Linked DNA regions of Mus musculus: all the other regions are linked to region 2. A link is a contact called in public HiChIP or PLAC-seq data. All regions are on one chromosome and are shown on one strand. The core of a region is the stretch at or near the end of the contact, and the rest is flanking DNA. Distances in the headings are between cores, read along the strand shown.

The links. HiChIP or PLAC-seq counts read pairs in DNA pulled down with a chosen protein or histone mark.
Region 1: a FOXA1 HiChIP or PLAC-seq map of pancreatic cancer cells shows a contact between it and region 2. The contact joins two enhancer-like sites. A contact is called at or near these places in 1 of 39 promoter capture datasets (the 3T3-L1 cell line), 1 of 115 datasets of contacts at active chromatin or transcription factors (pancreatic cancer cells) and 1 of 9 other capture datasets (pancreatic islet).
Region 3: a FOXA1 HiChIP or PLAC-seq map of pancreatic cancer cells shows a contact between it and region 2. The contact joins two enhancer-like sites. A contact is called at or near these places in 1 of 484 Hi-C or Micro-C datasets (the G1E-ER4 cell line), 1 of 115 datasets of contacts at active chromatin or transcription factors (pancreatic cancer cells) and 1 of 9 other capture datasets (embryonic stem cells).

What each region holds. Positions count from the first base shown.
Region 1 is chr7:98,323,143-98,325,842 of GRCm38.p6, reverse strand. No RefSeq gene overlaps it. Among named protein-coding and RNA genes, the nearest start is that of Acer3, 15 kb to the right of the region's middle. Within about 2 kb of position 1,337, at least 9 of the 459 cell types and tissues checked have an H3K27ac peak or open chromatin away from gene starts, as enhancers often do. A contact at or near this core is called in pancreatic cancer cells, where this site is marked.
Region 2 is chr7:98,570,059-98,572,758 of GRCm38.p6, reverse strand. No RefSeq gene overlaps it. Among named protein-coding and RNA genes, the nearest start is that of Gm23040, 64 kb to the right of the region's middle. Within about 2 kb of position 1,443, at least 49 of the 459 cell types and tissues checked have an H3K27ac peak or open chromatin away from gene starts, as enhancers often do. A contact at or near this core is called in pancreatic cancer cells, where this site is marked.
Region 3 is chr7:98,382,245-98,384,944 of GRCm38.p6, reverse strand. The region is part of intron 6 of Gm44507 (a long non-coding RNA gene); the gene reads left to right. Among named protein-coding and RNA genes, the nearest start is that of Tsku, 22 kb to the right of the region's middle. Within about 2 kb of position 1,349, at least 35 of the 459 cell types and tissues checked have an H3K27ac peak or open chromatin away from gene starts, as enhancers often do. A contact at or near this core is called in pancreatic cancer cells, where this site is marked.

The DNA.
Region 1 (2,700 bases), core at 88-2,587, 250 kb after region 2:
CCCACCAAACTCCAGCACTGTCTAACTTCAGGATTAAAAACAAAGATTAATATATTATGTATGAAAATGTCCTAAAGGTACACTATTTTATGTGCTCACTAAAACATTAATTAAAAAGAAAATCCAGATAAAAATAATAAGGGGCTAGACTGTAGCTCAGTTGGCGGAGTGCCTGCTTAGTTAGCACTAATGAAGCCCTGGGTTCAATCCCCAGCGTGGCATAACCTGGGAGTGGTGGTGCATGCAAAGGGAGATGGAGGCAAAGGATCGGAGGTTCAAGACCATTACCAGCTACATAGCAAGAAGGCAGCATGGGCTATATGGGATTCTATCTCAAAAAAAAAATAAAAATGAATATTAAAAATTTTAAAATAATTAATTTGGGAAAAATCTATGACCATTTCCTTCCTGTCTCGGAACTTGGTTTTTTATTAGTGTGTGTGTGTGTGTGTGTGTACATATGTATGCATGCAGATACCACAGAGTACATGTGGAAATCAGAGGATAACCCGTAGAAGTCAGTTTAGAGATTTAGCGTGCAGACCTCTGGTATGGAACTCAGGTTGTCAGATACAGTGACCCTATTAGGTCTCTAGTCGGACTTCTTTAGCCAGGATCTTTATCCTCTGGGCCAACTTCCCAGCTCATGACTGATTCTTTGAAGGGCAAAGAGGAGACCAGTGCATGGCTCAGGAAGATTGACTTTGGAAGGAGTAGCAGAAGGCATTGTGGAGGGAGGTGGCATCATACAGGGCCTTGGCACAGTTTAGGAGGCAAAAGGAAGTCCTTAGAGAAATGAAAGCAGGGGCAGGGACTCAGCCTTCACAGGAACACTTGGGTCCAAGCACATCATGTTGGCCTAGCTGAAGAGACTTGTCCAGAGATCTCACTGTCAGTCATTCGTGAAGCCAAGAGGTAGGTCCATAACCCTAGTCTCCCATCCCTCCAAGGGGTAAGAACAGAGCTCACAGTCAAAGTCATAACACCTATGCTCTGACCAGAGCTCCATCGTGTCTCCTAAGAAGTTACTTTTCCCTTGGCCAGCTCTTGTGCTTAACATACATACCTGTGGCTCAGTGTCTATCCAGGAGGTAGTCATAATGCTAAAACTGAATTCAAGTTAGGTTGCTTTCTACTGCTATAATAAACACCATAACCACAATCATGTTGGAGAGGAAAGGGTTTAATTCTCCTCACAGCTACAGTCATTCAGGAAGGGTAGCCAGGCCGAGAACCTGGAGGGTAGGAACTGAAGCAGAGACCATGGAGGAACACTACTCACTGGCTTGCTCTCTCTGACTTGCTCAGTTTGCTTTTTCATACACCTCCCCCACTTTTAATAACTGACCAGGGATGGCATTGCTCAAGTGGGCTGGGCCCTTCCAAATCTTAGCAATCAAGAAAATGCCCCAAGGGCTGGCCCCATGCCAATCTGATGGGGGTATTTTCTCAGTTGAGGTTTCCTCTCTTAGATAAATCCAGCTTGTGACAAGCTGACAAAATAAAACTAGCCAACACAGTTTCCCACACCCACATCAGATGGCTCACAGTCACCTGGAACTTAATCTCTGTGGGATTTGATGGCTCTTCTGGTCTTCAAGGGCACTTGTTCTGGCATGTGCATTATACCATTCCACACACGTATACACATAATTATAGTATTTTTAATTATTTCCCCTTTGTGTGCCTTGGTTCCTCATTATAATGAAGATAATAAGGTATTTAGGTGATAGATTTATTGTAGATACTAAGATATTGTACATAAAATATGGCTACAGCACCTGAAACAGTTCCCAGTATTTGTGAGATATTACCCAATCATGTCATTACTGACAATTACATATGTAATAAGGAAAGCAAATAAGAGAAAGATTTGGATGCCTTCCATGAAGACACCTGGCATAGAAGATAAGTGGCCAGTATAACTTTGGCCCCTGGAAGTGAAGATAATACTTTGGAATTTGACTGCAGCACTGTTAATGAAGGGGACCACCCATGGGATGTCGGTTTGGCATGGCTCCCAGGACCTATTCAAAGGCAAATGATGCTGTTTCCTTTCTTCCTTCTCCCCAGTGGCCTACGAGCTTGCCAGCACAGCATCCTTAACTGTGCCCCCATCTGCCCACACCTTTGACTCCAGCAGAGCCTGGTTAACAAATAACAAGCATGTGTGTGTAGTCAAAGCCACCATTGCTGCATTCCACATCCCCTTGACTGTGTTCTTTTTGCCAGAAACCTTGCCGAGCACACAATCATCTGTCACAGCAGAAATGTCCCTTGCCATCTGCTGATGTCCTCTGGCTGTATCAAATATCATAGGAGACCCTCCACAACCCAGACCATACCCCTACCTTGCTCAGATGCCTCTATGCACCTCTAGGGTTGACCCTCCTCCCACCCCTGCTCCCCAGGAGAGTGTTTGAGGCTCACCACCCCCACCCCTGACTGCCTTGGCCATGTCTTCTCTCGGCCTCTTCTGAGCCTCTGCTCCACACCCCAAACCGCAATTTCTTGGACTTTGGCATCTCTGCACCTTTACCCTGTGTTTCCCTACTATGGTGGTCTCCCCAGAGCATCTCACACCCAAAGATGCCAAGATTCTTTTCTCACGTTATCACAGCCTGATTCTGTAGCACTTCTCATACACGGGCCGCCCCAGGTCTTGCGCTGTGTCTATCTTCCTTTGTGAATCAAACGGTG
Region 2 (2,700 bases), core at 194-2,693:
GTTCATCTCCAGGAGCACCGCCCAGCTGGCCTGGCTCAAAATAGCTTTCCAGATGCAAGGACATATTTTATCTTGTTCTGTTTTCCCACATGCACGCACACACACAAATAAACATCCCTGCATCTCAATGGGGCCAGGCTCTGGAGAAGGGGAAGAGAGACTGGGGCCCGGCAGACCGCCTACTGAGAGGCCCAGGTTTCATCCTTCAGTTCCTTTCGCGGGGTCAAGACTTTGCTTCCTGACATGAGTCTGGAAACTCAGGCTGCTTTCCCAGAGGCCACTGGTTTGTTCTTGGGGTCAGGCTGCTCTTTCCCTCAGGGTCACATTCTCCTCAGACATCATGACGCTGACAGGACAATACATGGGGGACTGAAGGGACCATGCATGAGAGAATTAGGAAAAAGACAACACCGGTCTGCCTCATGGTGGGGGTGGGGGCTTCCCAGCCACAGGAAGACCCCGCTGGGTTTCCTCTCTCCCCCAGAAGGTCCTGAAACCCTGGGGAGTGAGAGGTCTCTTTTCACTGAGAGCCTGCCACACACCAGCCACCTCCCCAAATACCATCCCCTTGGCCTTCCTTCTAAGCCCCTGAGGTCTCTGGGATTCATCTGCTCAGGGTTTTGCCATCATGACCAATTTCCCATCCTTAGCTCAAAAGCCTTGATATACATGGACATGCTGGCCCATGAATGCCCACTTGGAGACTGGTAGGTAGAGTCACTGAACTCAGGGCTACTTGTGCCCAGCAACTCAGGGTTGCTAAGGTAAAATAGGCTAGAGGTACAGGTTAAAGTGGATCTCCCCCAAGCACTGGTACCCATGCATGCGATCTTTCCCGGAAACAAGGTCTTTACAGAGGTAAGCAAGTTAAGCTAACCAAGGCTGGCCCTAGCTCAGCATAACTAGTGCTGTTTTGTGTGCACACACACGTATGTACACGTAGAGGCCAGAGTCAGTTGTTCCTTTTGTTTTGTTTTGTTTTTGGTTTTTTGGTTTTTTTCGAGACAGGGTTTCTCTGTGTAGCCCTGGCTGTCCTGGAACTCACTTTGTAGACCAGGCTGGCCTCACACCCAGCTCAGTTGTTCCTTTTCTGTCACTTTGTTTAACTTGGTTTTTTTTAAGACAAGGATTCCTCCTGGCCTGGAGCTTGTTAAGTAGGCTAGCCTAGTAGGCGAATGGCGTCTAGGCATTTCTCTGCCTGTCTCTGCCTTCCCCTGCTCTGGCATTATGAGCCCAGCCCGCTGTGCCCTTGGCACTTCTATGCAGGTTCTGGGATTCAGGTCCTTACGGTTTAAGGCAAGAGCTTTACTAAGTCAGATCCTTGCAATCAAGAGAAATACTTTTGCCACTGAGTCATTCCCGCCCCTCACCCTCACCCCATCCCACCCAATCCGATCCCACTCCTCCCCTCCCCAGGCCCAGCAACTTGTGCTCTGGTAAGGAGTGGGAAGCCTGGTGCAATCAGCTCAGGGCTGGATTCCAGCACCCGGCAGGCTGCAGTGTCTGAGCACAGCCTGGACTGTTAGAGGGAAAGTGGGTCTCCAAACCACGGAGAGGAAAGAGGAGATACCACACATTTTGTTGTTTTGAGCTTCCCAGTGTGTGCCACTTTGTTACTGCAACTAGGGGACCCACAGGGCAGAGTGCCACAAGTTGTCTCTGACCTCTCTGGAAGCAGGCAGAGCTGGACCCAAGAGGCACCGGCATAGACTCAGCTCAGCTCAGTCTGTCTGCTCTGCCTCTGGGTGAGCGCAGGGCACTTCCTGGGGTGTGTGCTGTGAACTCCTGGGGTGCACCCATGCTGTGAACTCCTGGGGTGCACCCATGCTGTGAACTCCTGGGGTGCACCCATGCTGTGAACTCCTGGGGTGTACCCATGCTGTGAACTCCTGCGGTGCACCCATGCTGTGAACTCCTGGGATGCACCCATGCTGCGAACTCCTGGGGTGCACCCATGCTGTGAGCTTCTGGTTTTGTTTTGAAATCTATTTTTTTTTTAACCCCAGCCCAGAAAGAAAGGCACCTATCTTTTTGTTAAAAAAAAAAATCAAATACTACTTTTTGCAAATGCCTTTTATTCACCTGGAATGAATTTTTGGGTAGCTTTGGGTCTCTTTGTTTACTGAGGTAAGGTGTCTCAGGCTGGCCTGGAATTTTCCATCCTCCTGCCTCATCCCAAGAGCTGGGATCACAAATGACCAAGTTTCACTTTAATATCTGGAAGAACAAAGCTCTCCCACTTCATTTTGCTGTTCTGGGATGTCACTCATATATATGTATATTTAATATATGTGTGCATATTAAATATATGTGTAGTATATGTATATTAAATACATATATATGGATGACCATATATATGGCCATTTTCTCCCTCCCCCTTTTCATTTTGAGGATCACACCTAGGGCCTCCCATACACTAAGGAAGTGCTCTGCCAGTGAGAATTACATTCCCAACCCTAAAAAAATTCTTAAGTTTCCTTACATAAAAGTCTCTCAAAATAATATTAATATCACCTTTTTTTTGTGCTTTTCAAGACAGGTTTTCTCTGTGTTGCCCTGGCTATCCTGAAACTCACAATGTAGACCAGGCTGGCCCCAGACTCAGATCCACCTGCCTCTGCCTCCCAGTGCTGGGTTAAAGCTGTGCACCGTCCCTGCCCAGCCCGCACCACCCCTGCCCGGCCCACAGCCATCACTATT
Region 3 (2,700 bases), core at 100-2,599, 190 kb after region 2:
TGTTGTCCTGGTTGTCCTGGAACTCACTCTGTAGACCAGGTTGGCCTTAAACTCAGAGATCCACTTGCCTCTGCCTCCCAAGTGCTGGGATTAAGTGCATGTGTCACCACAGTTAATGGGCTTGGCTTTTGAGTTCTTACTCTATGGCTAGTGGGTGGCCATCTTTACAGTTACGTGGCTTCCAACATGTGGGTCCACATGCAAATCTCCTTTTCCTACGAAGATACCAGTCATATGTGATCAGGGTCTAGCCTTCTGACTTCATTGTCACTTGGACCTCTCCTCAGATATTCATATTCTAAGGTATTCTAGGATTTTAAGAGAGAATGGGGGTGGAGAGCACAATTCTAACTATAGTAATGAGTGACAGAACCAGCCTTTGAACATGGGTCATTTAGATCACTCTTTTGTCCACTTTCTTTCCCTGGAACCCAAACACTGCCTGCTGGTCTGCATGTGTATGTCAATCCCATATAAGAGCTTTACCCTGACTTCATTTAAACACTGCACCAATGTGGTCCTTGCAGGACACCAAAGCACGCCGAACGAACGGAAGTCAGCGCTACAACAGGATGTGAATCTGACCTTTCCCCTCTACCACCCTGCATCTCCTCGTGTGGTAGTAATTCATTTCAGCAGCAGCATGGTGGTGTGGTACCATGGCTAAATATTTGCTAGCACTCCAGGCTAGGGCAGATAGATGCCCATCAGGCATGAACTATTAAATTGCTGGGATGCTCAGACAGAATCCGGGCCCATGGTAAGAGAAGGGTCCACTTTCCAGACAGCGTAGATGTCTGTGGATATTTTGCAGCTTGCATGCCCATGTTTGAACAGCAGTCCTTTTCTCTCCTTAATCCCTAGACAGTCCTTGAGTAGTGAAGACCATTGTCAAAAACCAGACTTCAGGGGAAATTCAAATGCTGCTGGGAACTTCTGTCCTCTAAGGAGCGTGACAACAGGAGTTTCCTGTCTTTGAAAAGTAAGCGCCATCTAAGGAGCATTAGAGTGAGGATGCAGGGCTAAAAAGAACCTGAGAACCAGACCCCCCTACCCTGGACATTCAGAGAGACCCAGGCCCATGGAGTGAGCTGTTCTTTAGATTATGTAGGCAGCTAGCCCTGACCAAGGAAGGATCTCCACCCCATCCCCACCCCAGACCCCAGGTTTTTGGCTACATCAGACCAGGTGCTCTGGCCAGGGCAGAATGTCCACTGCCAGAGGGGAAATATTCCTCTTGTGAAATTGCTCCCAGGATGCTGATTCTGATGAAATTCTTTCACTATCCGGCAGGATTCTGACTATGACACACAAGTCACAGTGTCCCTGCCCTGCCCTTTCACCCTCTCCTCTCTCCTCTCCACATTAGCTGATTGCCTCAAGCAAGCTTCAAGCGACTACTGTTTCAACAGACTCACACTTGGCTTGTGTCCCAGGAGATAAACAAAAAATACCAGCACAGGTCACCTACCATGTCTGGGGTGCCCCAACCTGGAAGTGCACTGAACCAGGCTGGTGGCTGTCCCTCCGGGGTTAGACCAGCTGCCTGTGCTGTTGGCTGAAGGGCCTGATGTACCCCATTCATCAGTGAGAAGGCACACGGAACATAGTTAGGTCTCTCTCTGGAACCCCGCTTTTAAGAGAAGCAGTTAAAGGCAGAGACTCTGGTGTGGAAGGCTGGATTCAAGTGTCAGCTTCCCGCTTCCGAAAGAAGGGAATGATAACAACAGGGTTCTCCTTGTGGGCCAGTGAGGACTAAGATCAGAACTATGTCATGTCTGCTGGGAGCTCCAGCTAAGTCGCCACTTGTACCTTATCTCTCAGGGCCCCCATCCGTAGGTGACGGTAGCATAAAATTAACTTCATGGGTCACTTCTGCTTCCTGCTGAATAATATCTTCCTTCCCCAAACTTCCATTTGTAAAACAGAGGCACGAGTGCCATCTCCCAGGGTCACCAAATGGCCTCGGCTGTTGCCTTGGCATGGACTCTGGAAAGCACTCCTGACATTCTCCCAACAAGCAGCAATAGTGATCATGGAGGCAGGTGTAGACAAGGACCCTTCCTCCTTTCCTGAGCAGCAGTTCCTCTCCTGGAGCTCTAAAGGAGGATTTAGTCAGTGTCGGGAAGCACCCACCTTGGCCACTAGCAGCTCACTAACCAACCCTGGCAGCTCCCTGCCTGCAGTGGACTGAAGCATCCCTCTTGTCAAATTGATCCTGGCATGCTGATTCTGATGAAATTCTCTCTCTACCCAGCAGGATCCTGACTGTGGACTACAGGATGCTTGGGCACACATACAGATGCAACAGTGCCCTTCTCCTGCCCTCTGACCCCCTCCTCTCTTCTTCTCCACTAGTGTTCCTTCCCCCGCCCCAAGCTACCTCTTTTCTTCATGCCCCCCAGCCCCCACTTTTAAGAACAGAACTTGCTTGTGCTCCCAGTTCCTGGGTCTTTAACTGGAGACACGAGATTTCGAGCCCCAGGGCTCAAGGGAGAGGGCATTGTGCACATTGGAAACAGAGTGAGGCAGAGAGAGTGGAAGGCACCATAGCATCCAAATGCCACTCAGCAGGAGAGGTCACTGTGTGGGGCTGGAAGTGGGCACTCATGTAGAGGGACATATAGTAGACAGGCAGCAGGGACCTTTGCTGGTGATCCTCAGGAGTATGAAGGGCTAGAGACTTGATGACATGCTGGG